2 separate regions of the Mus musculus genome follow, and region 1 is linked to region 2. The links are chromatin contacts, called in public HiChIP or PLAC-seq maps. All regions are on one chromosome and are shown on one strand. Each heading gives the region's core, a stretch centred on a gene start, on an enhancer-like site or on the middle of the called end of the contact. The rest is flanking DNA. Distances are from core to core; before and after follow the strand shown.

The links. HiChIP or PLAC-seq counts read pairs in DNA pulled down with a chosen protein or histone mark.
Region 1: an H3K27ac HiChIP or PLAC-seq map of stem cell-derived neural progenitor cells shows a contact between it and region 2, with 6 times the contacts expected there. The contact joins two enhancer-like sites. A contact is called at or near these places in 1 of 39 promoter capture datasets (cranial neural crest) and 4 of 115 datasets of contacts at active chromatin or transcription factors (embryonic basal ganglia, embryonic stem cells, oligodendrocyte precursor cells and 1 more).

The regions. Positions count from the first base shown.
Region 1 is chr4:124,622,625-124,627,813 of GRCm38.p6, reverse strand. All of the region lies in intron 1 of Gm2164 (predicted gene 2164), which reads left to right. Among named protein-coding and RNA genes, the nearest start is that of Gm2164, 32 kb to the left of the region's middle. Within about 2 kb of position 3,588, at least 46 of the 459 cell types and tissues checked have an H3K27ac peak or open chromatin away from gene starts, as enhancers often do. A contact at or near this core is called in stem cell-derived neural progenitor cells, where this site is marked.
Region 2 is chr4:124,251,185-124,256,110 of GRCm38.p6, reverse strand. No RefSeq gene overlaps it. Among named protein-coding and RNA genes, the nearest start is that of Gm40242, 19 kb to the left of the region's middle. Within about 2 kb of position 1,295, at least 13 of the 459 cell types and tissues checked have an H3K27ac peak or open chromatin away from gene starts, as enhancers often do. A contact at or near this core is called in stem cell-derived neural progenitor cells, where this site is marked.

The DNA of each region.
Region 1 (5,189 bases), core at 2,339-4,838, 370 kb before region 2:
TCTTGTTGGATATAGAGCCCGACCAGTTCCAACTAGTCTAGATGCCAGCTTGCCCCAGAGATCCCTAGCTCTGTCCCCAGAGTGGTCTGGTGAGCCTGCTCTGCTTTTACATGAGTTTTGGGGATTTGAACCCTGTACCTCATGCTTGCATACTTGTGTGGCCATCACTTTATTTATTGAGCCACCTCCCCAGCTTGGAGGGGAAGTCCTGAGTTTTGATTTTCTGACTCTGGAGGTCACTCTGTGCCATGGACTAATCTAAAAGTGTCTGCATATCGAGTGGTTATTGCAGGCCAGCCATCGCTCCCCTTCTCTCCCAATCTATAGCCATATGCCTGCATTTATATCTGTGTCTAGGTTTGAAAACTGTCCTCTGTGAAGCAGGTCCCGTTCATTAGCTGAGTTTTTGACATTTGAGACTGATAGAGACCAAGTTCCTTCCTCAAACTCACACAGAGGAGAAGCTGCAGTGCAGAGAACTAAGCCCAAGCTTTATCAGAGGTGTGTTTGTGTGTGTGTGTGTGTGTGTGTGTGTGTGTGTGTGTGAACATACATACTTGGGATGTCTAGAAGTAAAAGGATTGAGTACATTTTCAAAGGATGGCATAGGTAAAGACATCTATGGCCAAGAGCAACACCAGAGAAAGTGTGTAAATAACTGGATTGCTAATGGGTCCAGGTAATTTGAGCAGGTCACAGCCAGTTTGGTTCAGCTTGATCTAGTCTTGGGCAGCTGTGTATGTTGGAGCTGGCTCCAACAGATTTGGTTTGGCTGAAGCCAGCTTGAATGAATTAGATCTGGTTGCTGCCAGTTGGCACCAGTCTGAACTGGACTGATCCCACTTTAAATACTACCAGTCTTTTCTGGTTGACTTGTTTTCCAGCCTTAGCACTGGGACACTGGGTTGGAATCCTCTTGGGCTATCCACTTGTGTGGCTGTGGTTGGCACACTTACGGGGGAGGGAGTATGAGCAGGTAAACGACTCTGTAGGATCCATCAGCTGGAGGCTCTCAGCTGGCCAGCCCTCACTTGGATGATTGCCAGAGCATCAGCCCCCCCACTTTCCATTCCTGCTGCCCCCTGCCCCTCCCTGTGCAATTCCCCTGCTGCCTGCTCGCCCCTTGCTGTTCCCATTTGAGTTCCAGAATCCCTCTCTTTTCCAATGAACAAACTGGGAGCTGGCCCCTGTGACAGCAGTGCTTGTCAGAGATGGCCGGGCTGATGGGTGGTTGGTGTCTTGTCACCTTTGATGGGTGACCGGTGTGTGTTGCTCACATTGTTCCTAGACCCTGAAACAGATGTGACGTGCACTACTCCCCCGGTGATTCAACAAAGCGTTGATGCGTGTGGGGGTTGGGGGAGGGAGGTGGGTACAAAGGGCAGGCTCTTGCTAATGGGATGCCACATTGCATTACTGTCCTGCAAGGAACCAGGCTCCCTCAGACAATAACAAGGGCGAGGGAATGAAGTCCAAATAGGCCCCAAACAGGACAGGGGCAGACTCCAGCTGTGGGGCTCCGTACCGGGTGGGGCTGGGTTTGAGATGATGCTATGGGTCTGATCAGAAGAGGATCGTCGGAAACCCAGCTCCGTGATGCTTGGAGGCTGATAATCTCTACTCACTCCTGCTTCCTGTGGGTGTCATGCCTGAGTACTAGAGATACTGGCTACAGAGGACAGGGCCACCTCACTGGACATCCTAACCTTACAGCTGGAAGACACATGTCTAGTGCATTGTTCGGATCTTGGGAAGATTTGGCAACTGGGGCACAGGTCCTGCTAACTTATAGAAAGTGGGTGGGGAGAGGATCCTCTTTCCATTATAGCTTAGAATTTTCCTCTGGTATCCACAGCCAAGTGCTTTGGAAGAGGCTGGTGGAGGCCTGGCCTAAATCTCACTGTCCTATTTCTTGCTCTGCTGCCTCTGTCTATCATTAAGCAGACTGTGTGGGGCTCTCAGGAACAGCATTTATACCCCCCCTCTCCCTTACTGTGGGTCCCAGCTCTGGCTCCTAGGTAGGTGGCCGGGGTCATGCAAATGCACAAGGGTCATCTCCTTAGCCTGCATCATAGTCTGCTTTGCACTAAAGCTCAAGGTTGACTCCAACTTGAAGTGTGGGGCACATGGTCAGTCATCTACAGGGACTAGGGTGTACAGATATAGGGAGAGAGCCTCTTTTGCCGGGACGTGAAGTAATTGGTTTAGCACGCAGGGGTATGGAGCTGTGTGTCACTGTGCCTGGGGTGGGGGCTTTCAGCAGCAGCTCTTCTTCTGGGACAGTGGGTGGAGGACATCTGTGCTCAACACCAACAGTCTCAGGCCCCATGCCTGTTAGGAGCCTAGGGAGTTTGAGGGAGAAAGAACATGAAGTGCTATTGAACACCAACTGTGTGTCAGTGTGTTCCTGGTCTCTTCTGCCCATGATGTCATTTCCTCTCTAGGATAAGCTCAGGAGGAAGGAGTTATCACCCCCATTGGCAGGTGAAAAACAGCTTCACAGATAAAAATTCTGTCTGGATACGGAATACCTGTATTCATGTATTCATCATTTAATTGTGTGTATGTGTGCACGTGCGCATTCATATGTGCATGTATAAGACCCCATATTCACTTATTCACCATTTAATTTGTGTGTGTGCACATATGTGCATGGATATGACCCTGTATTCATTTATTCACCCTTTATATGTGTGTGTGTGTGCACATGTGCATGGGTAATGGAGACCAGAGGGTGACTTTAGATTTTATTCCTTAGGCTCTGTCCACCTTATTTTTTCGAGGCAAAGTCTTTCGCTGGGATCTGGGGTTCACTGATTAGGCTGACTAGAGAGCCCCAAGGACCCTTCTGTCTGCCTGTCCTTCCCAGGGCTGAGATTACAAGTGTGTGCCAGCATAGCTGACTTTTCACGTGATTGAACTCACATCCTGTGGTCGCATGGCAAACACAGTACCATCTCCCTCAAACCCCTGCTTCTGTCTGTTTTGTTTGTGACCCAGGCTGGCCTCGAATTTGTCATCCTCCTGCTTCAGTCCTTAGAGTACTGGGATCACAGGCTGGAGTGGCCACACCCTGGTCCTGACTCGGAGATTCTTAATCAGGATCACTGTGTGATTATGTTGAGGCTTGGGCCTCTCTGCCTTTTGCAGAAGGGGAACCTGGACCCAGGTCAGAAACCAGGCCTGCAGTTTCCGCATTTGGCAATCTCAACCTGTTTGCACCAGCGTTCCCGAATCCTCAGTGAGAAGGGCACTTGGCAGGCTTACTAGGAAGGGCTTCCTGCGGGCTGCATTCCTGCTCGCTGTCCTGGAGGCTGATGGGAGCTTCACAAGCCCCCCTTTCAGAGCACCCAACAAGGCCCCTTCAGAGCCTGGGCTCGGCTGTACAAACACGCACATCTGGGCTGCTGTCCGGAGCAAGGCAGCGGAACTCCCCCACAGCTGGCCCTCTGCTCCTGACCTTCAGGACAAAGGGAGGCTTTGGCCATGTGGGGGCTCCCAGGAACTTGGGGCTCTGGAGGGTACAGCAGGGAACAGCTTTCTCCTTCTGCTGCCTGGAACTCTGCCTTTGACAGCACTTCCTGCTGAGGGCATGCCCTTCCCCCCTGGAGGGTTGGCACCCATCAGGACTGGGGAAGACAGAACAAAGGCTGTAGGCAGACAGGAGCCAAGTTAAAGGCACAGAAGAGCCAAGCAGCCCGCCTGCTGCAGGCCCAATCCTCTCAGAGTTTGTAATTTTGTGGAGTAGAAAGACAGAGATCAGTCATAAAAACAATAGGAGGTGCCTCTTACACGGGGTGCCTCTTCAGCTTCCGGGACTGGCTTGGGTGCTCCACACATCTCTTCTTCACAGAAACCCTACTAGGGGGCTGCTATTTTAAAGATTTTTCATTTGAAGTGCAGAGAATTAAGGTGACTTGCTGAAAGTCACACAGGGCCAGGATTTGAACATGGGCAGTGTACACTCTTATCAGTGATTCACCTTTACAAACTATCACAGGGGCAGTGCCAGGAAGAGCTGCGGGGGGTGGGGGAGGAATCGGGTCTGAGCTGCCAGGTGAAAATTGTCGTGATGGTTTAGATAGGAACTGGCAGCCATCCGGCTTGGACTAGGGCAGCAGCGAGAGCATGGGAAGGAGAATGGGCCTTTCCATGGGAGAGAGAGACTCCGGGTGTGGAATGGCATTTGCTGGTGACTGGGCAGGTGTGTCAGTGAGGGTGAAGGTGGAGCTGATGACCCCACCCAGAGCTTGGGGCATGAGCCAGCCAGCTTCATCAGCTTCTATCCTGGCCTGCTTACCAGGCCCACCTTGGCTTTTTTTTTTCTTCTTCTTCTTCAGGAAGATGGGAGAGGTGTGTGGGACATATTTGGCGCTCCTGACATTGTAATACTCTAGCTGCCGAGAATATCCTCAAGGGCTGGTTGGGAGAAGGTGTGTGTGCTCAGAGGAAGCCTAGAGATGGGCCACAGACTTGAATCCAGAGTCCTTGGATGATTTGGGGACTCCGGTAACTCACTTAAGACTATGCCTCAACTTCTGACATAATGCCTTACGAAATAACTCCTTATCTCCCAAGGGCGAGGATGGTCAGGACAGAGTACCTCAGAAGTATGGGGCTAGGGGTCTCTGGGCTAGTTTAGCTGCCTGTCTAGCCCATTAGGGGAGGCTAGCTGGGGCAGGCTCAGGAAGTCTGGACACTGGGCTCCAGGATATGATATAAAGTTGGTTGTTATGCCTTCTTTATTTTGGGCCTTAGTTTTCTGACCAGCAACATATCCCCCTCACCCCAGAGGTTGGATAGTCAGGGTGGTCTTGCCTGAGGTGGAGAGAACAGTAATGCACACTTGGCTCCAGGGTTCAGGCTGGATCCCAATAACATCTTTTTCATACCAAGCTCGTCCATTCTTTTAACCATGCTTACAAAGTGCCAGGCCCTGGCTGGCAATGTAACTCAGTGGTAGAATGTTTTCCCAGCATGCTTTATCCCACAACCCTGGACCATGACACAGAACAGCACAGAGTGCTAGGCGGACCCTGGCCTTTAGCCTGCAACACGGTGGTGACTCAAGGTTGGCAAGGTCCTAGCTTCCCGAAGCACGCTGTGACAGACTGAGGAGACACAAACAAAACCAAAAACTATCACCAGAATGCAGAAACAACAGACTGCTTTACAGGGACATAAATGGG
Region 2 (4,926 bases), core at 46-2,545:
GTAAAAGAAATCTGTAAGAGCCTCAAAGTTGAGGATTGCAGGTCATGGATTGGGCTGCCCCTCCCCTCGGGGGCGGGGCCATGAGTGGGCTTGTTCTGCCCCCAAATTGTCTAAAGAAAGGACACGACAGCGGGACAGTGTGGCGAAGTCTCCATTGCAGGTTTGCGGCCTTATTTGTCTGTGCTGGTGCACATACACAACAAATGCACACATGCATGCGCGCTTGTGGCCAAGGACAAACTCCAGTATTCTTCTTCAGACACTGTCTACTTTAGTTTTTGAGACAGAGTCTCTCACTAGGACTCACCAATTAGGCTGGCTGGCTAGCTAGAGAACTAGCGAGGGTCCTTTACTGCCTTTACCTCACCTTGCCTGGCTTTTGGGGGGATCGGGCTCAAAGTCAGGCCTTCCGGTTTAACAGCAAGCACTTGACCAGCCAACCCATCTCCAGTCCCTTGTCTTCTAATTGTTTTAATGCCCATTTTTCCAGAGTTCTGAGAAAACAAAACAGAATATTAAACTTGGTCCCTAAAATGAAACCCTTCCCAGAAAAGGCAGGCACTGCTACATCACAGCGTTTCTCTCCCACTGCACACGACCGTGATTTTGAGAGTCTCAGAGTTCTGACTAGAATCTATTTTGTCATCAGTGGGAAGCTGTAGTGCACCTGTTCACTAAATCAGGACAGGGTTTTGAGTTCCGATTGTCTTGAGCAGAAGAGACCTTGGAAACTGACCAACTGGCTAATCCCTGCGCCTCGGAGCACCCTTCACGTGCCCTGCCCCCAACCCTAACCTCTGGGGCTGCTCAAAAAATAGCTTTTGACTGTGGCCTTTAACAATATGATAATTTATTTAAAACAGATACAGTCCTGAAAGTGACCCACTTAAAATTATTAAAGAGATACTGTGTTTATTTTTGCTGTCCATAAAACAGAAAATGGTTTATGAATATGCAAACCGATCTGATGTAATTAGCATGATTGGCTCCTACCGCACTCTGGTTTCTGTGGTTAGAAGAGTAGATGCAGGAACTAATGAGGTCATGTTAATGCGCCTGTGAAGAGAGCTTCCGCTGTCAGAACTGCGCAGGCAGATGTCTTCGAGAATCTTTGCTTTTCTACAAAAATCACTGAAAGTGGGCTCGCGTGGGGCGAGCTCCTGCCTGTGTGCTGGGGAACCAGCAAATCGGGAGCCACTTTGCCTCCTGCATGCAAGGAGTCCAGAGGAGAAATAAAGGCCGGTGTCCACTCAGCAAATGATTAATGCCGTATTTAATTATCTAGAAAGTCTTCAACAAGTGCGAATAACTGGGACTCCTCTGGCAGCCAGCACATGCCGCACGGTCCCATTAGACAAGCTAACGTCCTATCCCTTGGCCCTTCTTAATTAAAATAAGAGGCAAAAATGTTAATTGTGTACCGACCACCTCTGGGGATTAATCTGCCCTGTTCATTGGGCCCTGCAAACCAGGAGAGCAGCTTGCTTTTCCAGAGCAGAAAGGCATCTCCCCTGAGGGCTGCCACCCCCTTGGTACATTCAGGGCCCTGCTGGGGGAGGGGGCAGGAAGGGCACAGGCAAGGAGCAGGCAGGATGCTTTTTAATCAGAATGCTCGAAGGCATGTCGCAGAAAGCTTCTTAGATATTGAACGGGACGCAGAGAACGCTATGGAGCCTTCCTTCGGCAGCATAAACATACGAACTCGAAAACCCTATTTTCAATTTCTGCCAGCTCCTCTATGGCTCTAAAAATACACCTCACCTCTTTGTACTCCCTCCTGCCAACACACACACACACACACACACACACACACACACACATTTTGTAACAGAAACAAAGAACATCTTGAGAGCTCGCTCAAATGTTAAAAGGGAGGGGTCGGTCAAAAGTGAAGAAATGAGACCTTGGTGCTAATGAGTGGCCACAAATCGCTCTGTAGAAGGCCCGGGATGTGCCAGCTGGGTGGCAACCCTCAGGGGAGATGCCTTTCTGCTCTGGATGAGTGAGCTGCTCTCTTGGTTTTCTGGGGGCCCAGTGATCAGGGAACCACCAAAGGAGACTGACTTTGCTCATTCTAAAGACAGTGAAAGAAAAGGACGTTGGTGACCCATTGGATGATCTGCACTTTGTTCTGAGATTTCGAGAGTGGCCAGGGCTCTAGAATGTTTTCCACCATGAAGGAAGTGAACCTGGATGGTCAGTTTCTCCTCTCCTTACAGGCTCAACCAGAGCCAAAGAGGAGGCTGGGAGAGGGATCATCAACCTTCCGGAGATTCTGAATTCTGCCTCCCAGGTTTGCATTCACCTTCCCTCGTTTGAGCTCTATTCGACCTTGACAGGCAGGCTGGTCAGCCCAGGAAGCAGCAGGGCAGGGAAGTTAGCTGAACAAGTCTCTCACCTTGTATTCTGGGTAGAACCCATAAAGTCCACTCATTCACTAGGCTGCAAAGGGAATTAGAGACCAGGCAGCAGAAACCATGGTAGGAAGGCACACAGCAGCCCATGTCTATATAATGAGAAAATATTTCCATCTGTCCATACCTTTTGGTTGTGTGCAATATCCCTGTCCTGTCCTGTCTCCCACCTAACCCACCCCACCCCACCCATGGTCTCTTCTTATCCTGTACCTGGCAGCAGCTTTGGTCCACTCCGAATGACCTCTCCATTTCCTGGAGTTTAAATAGAAGCATCCGGGTGCTTCTTTATTTCTTTAGCTTTTAGTTTTTTGAGACAGGGTCTCTGTGTCACCCTGGCTGCTCTAGAACTCACTTTGTCGATCAGTCTGGCCTTGAAATCACAGAGATCCACCTGTTTCTGCCTCCCAAGTGCTGGGACTAAAGGCATGCGCCACCACTGCCCCTGGCTGCTGACACTTCTGTGGGTCCTACAAAGTGGGAACATGTATCTCCATTGTACAGAAGAGAAAACCAAGGCATGGAGAGAGTAAATGACACGTCCATAGTCAAGAACTGGTGAAAGGCAGAGGCAGGCCCTTGACTTTGTTAAAGGTTCAAGGTTCTTTCACATTAGTGTCTCAGGACATGGGACCAAAGAGAGAGACTGGTGATGCTTCCACCCTGAAGTGCTAGGGTGGAAGAGACCTTATTTAAAGGAAAGAATGACATTCAGGGCCTTAGAGATGGCTCAGTGACTAAAGCACTTGCTTCCAGAACTGGTGAAATGGGTTTAATCCCCAGGAGAGAACTGATTCCTACAGATCGACCTCTGACCTCCTTGAGTGCTATGGAATGGAAGCATGCTTACACACACACACTCACTCACATGCACATATGCACGCCTGTGCACACACATACACGCACTAAATAAGTAAGTCAATGTGGTTTTTGAAAGAATGACATGTAACTAAAAAGATTTTTATATCCCTAAAAACTAGTTGGAATACGATGATGGAAAATGCTAGCCTAAGAAAAGTGATTAATAAGCAAAGTAGAAACTGGGTCTTCTTCATCCTTGTTTCCCAGTTGGAAGGACCCTCACACCCCTCATCCTGGCCACAGGGAATCCCCAGCACCTGTGTGGCACCTGAGCATGTGGCCACACCTTGCCCACGTCCTTCCTATTCCTTGCAGTGACTCAGTCTATTTCTCTTCAGGACAGTTGACTTCAAGGTCACAAGTGAATTTCCCTTCTGCAGGATTAGATCCTCACAGAGGCAATCACGAGGCGCCTAACTCTATTCCATGACAGATTAGAACTGCTCATCCAGACTGCCTTCCGGACTGGCTGTGTGTTCTGTGTTCTTCCACAGCAGTGATATGAGGGGATACCTAGAGCCTTAGTCAGTGCTGGATTCAAAGGTGCTATTTCAAATTATGGTTGGATGTCAATAAGTAAATAAGCATACTGAGAAGTTAATTCTTGAAAGAGCATGGCCCTTTTCTTAGGGACACAATTCAACTAGAAACAAACACCGATAACTAACCCAGTTTAGGAAAACTTCGGCTATCACTGAGTGCTAGGCTTCGCACAGGTGAAACCAGACACATGCATGCAGCAAACCAGACACAACCACAGGGCTTGGAAGGCAAGTACTGTTAAAGGCATTTCAGATGCTGGGATCAGGACATGGAACCAGGAAACACTTCAAAGGCTATTGTTAAAGCATGGCCCAGAGTTCTGCAGGTGGATGTAGAAGGAAAGGATGTCTCTAGATAAGGGAGGGAAAGAAATGAGTCACACAACATAGAATATGCTTTCTCTCCTCTGAAGTTCAGGCTCTTCATTGAGGGGGGGCAGGAGGGGTAAAGTGATTGGATTTGGAGTTTAGAAAAAAAATGCCTCAGCCAGCTCAGTCAAATGTCCAGGGCATTTCCCATCCAGCATAAAGTCTGCTCTATCCATATCCTGAAGACAGAAGGCACAGCAGGCTGTATTCTCTGGGCAACTGCTTGTCTACGTCCCTTTCCTGCCTGACTGTCAGGCAATAGCCTACTGTCAGAGATCAGCTTGGTGTCACAGTTTGGTTCATTGAGGCTGCTGAAGCAGCATCAGCTCAGCTCTGTTACAACACAGGACTGTCATGATCTGTCACAGTTTGTGTCCTCTACCAGACCATGGGTGGACTCCTGGGGTTCTGGGCTGGGAAAGTTCCTATCTCTACCACGAAGAACCAATGCAGAGCTCTCACATAGCTGATAGGCAGTAGTGTCACTGGCCATGTACTCTAAGGATGGGAGGAGATGAGATGAGACCAGGGAGACCCATGTAGGTGACTCCTACACTGGTACCTGTAGGAGATAAAACTTAAAGTACTCATATGAAGAGACAGGACATAGAGAGAAGTCAAACTCTGAGTCCAGAAAAACAGCTTCGTACGTACTACATCATTTTGCTCATTATCCCTGAACATCCTTTTATAGTGCTGCAGTTGGCAAGGCTTGATCTTGCCTGCCCTAATCCTGGGAA